Regions from separate parts of the Mus musculus genome. Here region 1 is linked to region 2. Evidence: chromatin contacts called from public ChIA-PET data. All regions are on one chromosome and are shown on one strand. The core of a region is the stretch at or near the end of the contact, and the rest is flanking DNA. Distances in the headings are between cores, read along the strand shown. Region 1 holds the start of Zfp61 (zinc finger protein 61). Region 2 holds the start of Kcnn4 (potassium intermediate/small conductance calcium-activated channel, subfamily N, member 4).

Region 1 (3,627 bases), core at 304-2,803, 71 kb after region 2:
AGGAGAACAAAGCCAGTTTTGGCGGAGAAGGGGCCGGGGGCGGGGCCGGGGCGGAGCTAGTAGAAGCGAAGGGGCGGGGTAGAGGAGAAGGCAGTAGGGACAGAAGGAACTCTGAGACAGCTGAGCCAGGAGAAGCTGAGCTGAGTAGACAGGCAGAGCCGATGTTATAGCTTGGAGCGGTTAGAATGGGGAAAGCCGGAGAAGGACTGTTTACGCTGTTGGAAAACTGAGGGAGGAGTGGCCGGGAGAAATGTTTGAAGGGGCCTGGGCTGGAAACTGGAAGGAGGGAGTTAAGAGAATGGGTTATGCTGTGAAACAGCCAGCCATTTACATCTAGAATTACTACTACGTTGATCAATGGTAATATATTTAACTTTTCTAAGAGCAACTTTAAAAAATACACAGCTGTCCGCTTTGTATTCTTGCCATCAACATGCGATAGTTCAGTTCTCACATGTTATCATTTTCCCCCCACAAGGTAATTTGCCTATATCCATTTCTTTAAAAAAAATTCTAAAGATAAACATGTCCATGTTTGCTACTCTTATTTCTATTGAAATTGCTGAACCATGTTTGAATCTTCACTCCTTTTAAAAAGTTGGCTCTTGTGCTGGGGTTTATGAGTTTTCAAGGGCTGGCAAGGTGGCTCAGCAGGTAAACACTCCTGTTGCCCAGCCTGACAACCTGAGTTGGGTCCCCTGCACCCACATAGTGACTGCAAGGAGATTTACTCCTGTACGCTGTCCTATGACTTCCTCATTTGCGCTGTAACTGTGAGACCCCGAGCGTTCCCCCAAGCCCGTTTTCCCCGATCTCTGGGGATACAGCCAGAAAGAAGCTCTTTGTTCTCTATAGCCAGCAAAAAGCTTTTTTTTTTTTTTTTTTTTTTTTTTTCTGTGCCTTACAACCAGAGATGCGATAATTGTAGGAAGACCTAGCCAGGCCCTTGCTTGGCTCCCTGTGCCAAGGACACGGAGATAGACACAGGAGAGGAGCTATAGCTCACTCCCCCACCTCGCCAGAGAAGAACTGTTGCCAACTCTCCTCCCAACTCCTCCCAATTCCTCACTTTTCCTTTAAAAGACCCCCCCCCTACTGTTACCTCTGGGGGCCGAACTCCCCTGCCCTGCGCGGTCCTCAGCTAGCTGACAATAAAGCCTCTTGTGGTTTTGCATCAGGTGTGGTTTTATTGGGGTGCCAGCTCATCCCGGGACTTGAGCGGAGGTCTCCCCAGTTTCGGGGGTCTCACATAACATGCACGCACGCTCCCCACGCATGCATGAACACACCAATAAATGATTTATTTTATTTATTTATTTATTTTAGTATTTTGGAAAGTTTATTTATTCACTCACTTATTTATTTATTTATTTATTTATTTATGGATGTTTTCTCTGCATGTTTTGTCTGTGTACCTTGTACATGCAGTGCTCGAGGACGCCACGAGAGAGCGACGGGTCCTCCGGAGCTGGAGCAACTACGGTTTTGAGCTCCGCAGTTAGTAGCGCTCTCCGCACCACGTCATCTCTCCAGCGCCAAAGCCTATACGTCCTAAGGCAGACATCCTCCAATGTAAAGACGTTGCTGTCCAAGACTTTCTTAGGGAGTATGGGAAATGAAAAACAACAGGGAAATCCAATACGGGAGGATGGTGCTCCTCCCCTAGCTTCGGGACCGGCCACCCGCGCCTCTGCATCCTCACTTCCGTTACCACTGAGGGAGCCGAGCGTCACGCACGGTTTCTCCACGCGGAATTCTGGGAACTCGTCGGCTTCAGGCTAGCCTGTAGCCATCTGTCCCCCTGGATTTGAGTTATTTTAGCCAGGAACCTCCAGAATGACCCGCTAGATGCTTCTGAGATCGACAGCAATTGCGTCTCGGGTGAAAAGGAAGGAGCGAGGTTTGAAAGGTAAGGAGCAGCGGCGAGCTCCGGAGGGAGCGTCCTGGTGCCTGCAGGCCCTCGGCGCGAGCGGCTTCTGCAGTGCCCCCGCCCCGCCCCGTCCCCGCAGCCCCCTCTCCCTGCCTGCAGCCCTCTCTCTCCCATTCCGCAGCTCCCCTCCCCTCCTGCCCGCAGCCCTCTCCTGCCTTCAATCTCCTTCTCTGGTCCTGCAGCCCTTTCTTGCAACCCACTCTCCCTGCCCTCAGACCCCCTCTTCCGGCCCGCAGCAGCCCTCCCGCCTGCAGCAGCCCTCCCCTTCTGCAGTTTCCCTCTCCCCTCGTTACCCCCCTCCCTCCCTGCAGCCCTCTTTTCCTCTCTGAAGCCCCCTCTCCCTTCCTGTAGTCCCCCTCACTCCTGCAGCCACCTCCCTCCTGCAGCCCCCCTCTCCGCCTGCGGCCACCGCTCCCCTTCTGCAGCTCCCTCCCTGCTCCCGCGGCGCCCACCTTCTCCACCCCCTAGTCGGCTCTGCTTCTGCCCCTGCCGCACTAGCAGATCTCTCTGTGCATATCTTGGGTGTTCTGCAAAAGACAGACATTAGACCTTCCTAGTAGCATACTTGGAGAGAAAAAAAAAAAAAAAAGGATGGTGAAACACTCAAAACTGCCTGGCATGCAGGTCTCATGGAGAGACCATAGTAATACTTCATCCAGTTCTTGGCCGTCACAGTTGTGACCCATCTATGACCTTTAGAGGAAGGAGCTGGCTGCTTGCAGCAGGTACTGGGGCAGGAACTGTGAGATGTAATGTAGGGAATTTTATAATTTTACAATTTTTGGTTTCCCTGCAGCCCTGACTTCCCAAAAAGCAGTGCTGGAAGCCATAAGTGACTAAGATTGGCTGACGCTGGAGGATGTGTGGGTCGTACACCTGGGATTAACTTTTATTAGAGGTGAGTCTATACAGAGTGTTGTGCCCAGATGGCAGAAACCCCGAAGAGACCACCAGGCACCACAACTCGGAAGCAAGCACACGAACATCCTTGTCCTACTTTGAACTTGGGCCACAGACCTTCCCGATGGGACAGGAAGGAGAGTGACCCCCAGCACTAGGTGAAGGGATGGATAAAGGAAAAAAAAAAAACCCACAAGCGGGGGTTTCTAAGCCTTGGCACTGCATGAGAGGGTAAAAGAGTTTTCTTTCCAAGAACCCAAGGGTGGGGGCCATATCCCAGGCTAGCCTCTGACAATAGGCTGTTCAAACCCACATTTTACTGGTCCAAGCTCCCAGAGGAAGCCAGCCAGTATCATGAATATAGGTTAGCACTGGCTTGCAGGGATCTTGAGAGCGGGCTTTGTACATTTATTGAGACCTGTGTGTGTGTACGTGTGTGTGTACATGTGTGTGTGTGTACATGTATGGACGCCGGATGTCAACCTCGGGTTCCCAGGAACCATCCACTGTTTTTCTGTTTAATATTTATGTAGGGGTGGAAAACGTGAGTTGCGGTGTGGGTGTGGCGATTAGAAGACCACGCTGGGGAGATGCTGCCCATCTACCATCCTGTGTATCCTGAGGACCAAACTCGGGCTTGGTGGTAAAAGCTTTTATCCACCAAATCCTCCCTCGTGGACTTCGAGATTGCCTAATTAGGTGAGGCCAGCTGACCAAGAAGCAGGAGAGATGCCATTATCTGCCTTCGCAGAACTGGCTTTATAGATCTGTGTGTGCCACTGGCATGCAGCCCCCTC
Region 2 (3,520 bases), core at 149-2,648:
GCAGTGGCTAGATAAGGAGCAAGGAGACGCCTAATGACAACGTCTTTCTCCCTTGCCAGCCCTCCCTTCACCAGAGCTAGGCTATCAAGGATCAGCCTTGTATGGGCCTCAACAAGGCCCAGACCCCCAGTGGTCTGTCTGATAACACTTACCCAAAGGCTAACACTGAGAACTGTCTCCCATGTGTGCGTACGTGTGTGTGCGTGTGTGTGTGTGTGTGTGTGTGTGTGTGTGTGTGTGTGTAGGTTGGGGGGAGCTGGGGGGAGGACGATATCACACTAGCTCAGGTTTCAGGGGTACAGACCCCCCATCTACCTCCATCACATCCAGGGGTCCAGACCCAGCCTTCTTCTCTTAGACCTTAAGAAGTGTAAGACCTCAGTTCTCCTCCCTTAGACCCAGGAGTCCAGACCAGCTCTCTTCTCCCACACCCAGGGGTGCAGACCCCAACCTTTCTCCCTCACACCCCAGCTCTCCTCTCTTCTTCACACCCCGGGGTGGAAGATGCCAGCCTTCCTCCCTCATGCCCAGGAGTATAAGATCTCCTAGCTTTGCTCTCTAACACTCAGGGGTGTAAGACCCCAGTCCCCTTCCCTCACACTCAGGGGTGCAGACTCCAGCTCTCTTCCCTCAGATCCAGGGGATCAGACCCCAGCCCTCCTCCCTCAGACCCAGGGGTCCAGACCCTAGCCCTCCTCCCTCAGACCCAGGGGATCAGACCCCAGCCCTCCTCCCTCAGACCCAGGGGTCCAGACCCCAGCCCTCCTCCCTCACACCCAGGGGTGCAGACCCCAGCCCTCCTCCCTCACACCCAGGGGTGCAGACCCCAGCTCTCTTCCCTCAGACCCAGGGGTGCAGACCCCAGCCCTCTTCCCTCAGACCCAGGGGTGCAGACCCCAGCCCTCCTCCCTCACACCCAGGGGTGCAGACCCCAGCTCTCTTCCCTCAGACCCAGGGGTGCAGACCCCAGCCCTCCTCCCTCAGACCCAGGGGTGCAGACCCCAGCCCTCCTCCCTCACACCAGGCTCCCCGTCCCTTCCCTGCTCGGTGGAAGGCCCCACTCACCTTGCAGCCCAGGAACCACAACATCTCAGCGTGCAGAACCATGAGTCCGATGCCAGTTCCCGCCAGCACCAACGCCCAGCCGGCCACCCTCTTCTCCTGCTCCAGCAGGCGCTTTCTCCGTCTCAGGGCCCCCAGGCCAGTCACCAGCTCCCCGCCCATGGCCCCTGAGGTCTTGGGGCTCAGCCAGCTTCCTGCCCAGGGTCCCCCACCTCTCAGTACGCAAATGGCAGCCAGCTTGGCTTCCAGGCCAGCGGCCTGTTCTGCTCACTCTGGGACTTTTGCTGGAAGGCACAGCCTAGCCCTGTGCCCTCTGGGGAGTGGTAACTGCAGCAGGCAGGGCAGGGCGGGGAGGGACGGGGAGGTCCCTGGGTAGGGGGAGGCTGGCTATCCCATTCCCTTCTAAGACTAAGGAGGGGCTGGGGTGTGTCTTGTGGTCCCGGGCAAGGAAGAAGAGTTCATCCACGTGGGCAAAGACACACTGACACAATAGGTTGTGACTCTCCAACCGTTTGCACTCTGTGGTACACACCTAAAACCCCCACCACACCCAGACACCACAGAGCACCCTATGACAGACCGGAGACGGAGCCCAACACACCAGCACACACCACACAACCTCCACAGAAGTGACTCACACTCCTGAAAGTTCAGAAACCCACAGCCACACCCAGACACCACACACACACATGGTGTGACACACGCCAGCACTTAGCAGGGCAGCAGCGTCCCATTGCACACGGGGCCACCCAAAGGTTGAGCTCACGCAGTCACACATTCAAAGTGGGGCGGGGGAGGGGCTGGAAAGTCAGGCACAGCGAGTGAAAGTGAGCGCTCCTCTCCAGAGGAGTATAACTTCCGTTTCTAGCACCTACTTGCTGGGTGGGTGGCTTGAAACCACCTGTAACTTCAACTCCAGGAGATGACGCCCTTTTCCTGGTTTTTGGGAGCCCCTGACACATGTGGCTGATATTCACATACATGCATGCGCATAAAAAAAAATAAATCTTAAATGATAATTTTTAAGTGGGACCAGGGATGGAGTGCAGCTGTTAGTGGGCTCCTTTGAATCACAGACTCTCTGAGGTAGATCCCAGCATGGCATAAAGTGGGCAATGGTGCATGCCTGACTCTTGGTACTAGGAAACTGGGGCCAGGAGGATCAGCAGGTCTCAATCATTGTCAACTATGAGTTCAAGGTCTGCCTGGGCCACATGAGACCCTGTTTCCAAAACCAAAACCAAGTAAAACACTATAATATTCTACGATACAAAGAGCTAAGCATCAACGACCACACGGGACATGTACCAGGAGCCACACAAATACACAGCAGGTCTGAGCACACCAATTTGTAAGAATCACCAGGCACAACACACATGCGTCAACAGACACACAAGGGGGTGTGAATGTGAAACACAGAGAGATGCCCCATATGTGTAAACACCTGTGGTGGCAGACACTGTCATCCAGCGCCCAGAAAACAGGAAATGCACACTAGCTCACATCATTGTGTGTGGGACTCACACACACACACACACACACACACACCTGACATTGATCCTGACATACACTGGTGCACTTGACACTCTGCATACCTTAGCACAGAGAACAGTCAATGGAAGTGTGCAAGCAACGCCTACCCAGCGTTGGACATTCTAGGACATTCTAGCCACACAGGACACAGTCCAGGATGATATGAACCCTTTGGAGGGGATGGGGTTGGATTCGGACCCACAAGAACACCAACGTCCAGATTAGCACACCATCAATCCAACATCACGCACAATACACATACCCGTTATACTCCCATGTGCATGGCCACACAAACACCACACTCAGGGAAGAGAAAGGCCCTCAGCGTGGGCATATATCCTGATATAAGTAACAGAGCTATTTCACTGAGTCAGACTGGGTGTTACATGCACATTTACACACACACACACACACACACACACACACACACACACACACGCCACGAATGCATGCTCAAGCACAAATAAGACTAAAATAAAACAAGTAGTTAAAAAAAAAAAACCGTAGGTGCACAGGCACATACCTGCAACCCCAGCCCTGAGTGGGGAGATGATGTAGTCAGATGGGTGGAGCCATTCTAATCGAATCAGTGAGTTCCTGTTGGTGTGAAAGACGAAGTTTCCAAAAAATGAGGTGCAGGACTAGTGACAAGACTCATGGGGTTTAAGGGCACTAACTGAGTTCAAATCCCAGAGCCTGTATGGTGGAAGGAGAGAACAGACCCCTGCAGGTTGTCCTCTGACTTTCTTGTGTGTATCATGGCACATGCACACAGTGCATAAACACACAAGGTGCAGAGCAATTGAGGAAGCTATTCTTATATCAGCCTCTGATCTCCACAGACAAGCACACTCTGTGCACCCTACTCCAACACAGCACACACACACACTCACACACACACACACACACACATACTTACACACAT

The links. ChIA-PET counts read pairs in DNA pulled down with a chosen protein or histone mark.
Region 1: an RNA polymerase II ChIA-PET map of effector CD8 T cells shows a contact between it and region 2, with 15 read pairs. The contact joins the promoter of Zfp61 here to the promoter of Kcnn4 in region 2. A contact is called at or near these places in 7 of 39 promoter capture datasets (the C10 cell line, cranial neural crest, embryonic stem cells and 2 more), 1 of 15 datasets of contacts at CTCF or cohesin (CD8 T cells), 2 of 484 Hi-C or Micro-C datasets (germinal center B cells and morula), 2 of 115 datasets of contacts at active chromatin or transcription factors (the SCID.adh cell line and effector CD8 T cells) and 3 of 9 other capture datasets (adipose tissue, liver and pancreatic islet).

The regions. Positions count from the first base shown.
Region 1 is chr7:24,297,475-24,301,101 of GRCm38.p6, reverse strand. It overlaps Zfp61 (zinc finger protein 61), which reads left to right and starts at 1,553. Exons shown (of 7, transcript NM_009561.2): 1 at 1,553-1,909; 2 at 2,727-2,828; 3 at 3,364-3,529.
Region 2 is chr7:24,368,141-24,371,660 of GRCm38.p6, reverse strand. It overlaps Kcnn4 (potassium intermediate/small conductance calcium-activated channel, subfamily N, member 4), which reads right to left and starts at 1,398. Exons shown (of 9, transcript NM_008433.4): 1 at 1,066-1,398. The coding sequence starts at 1,224.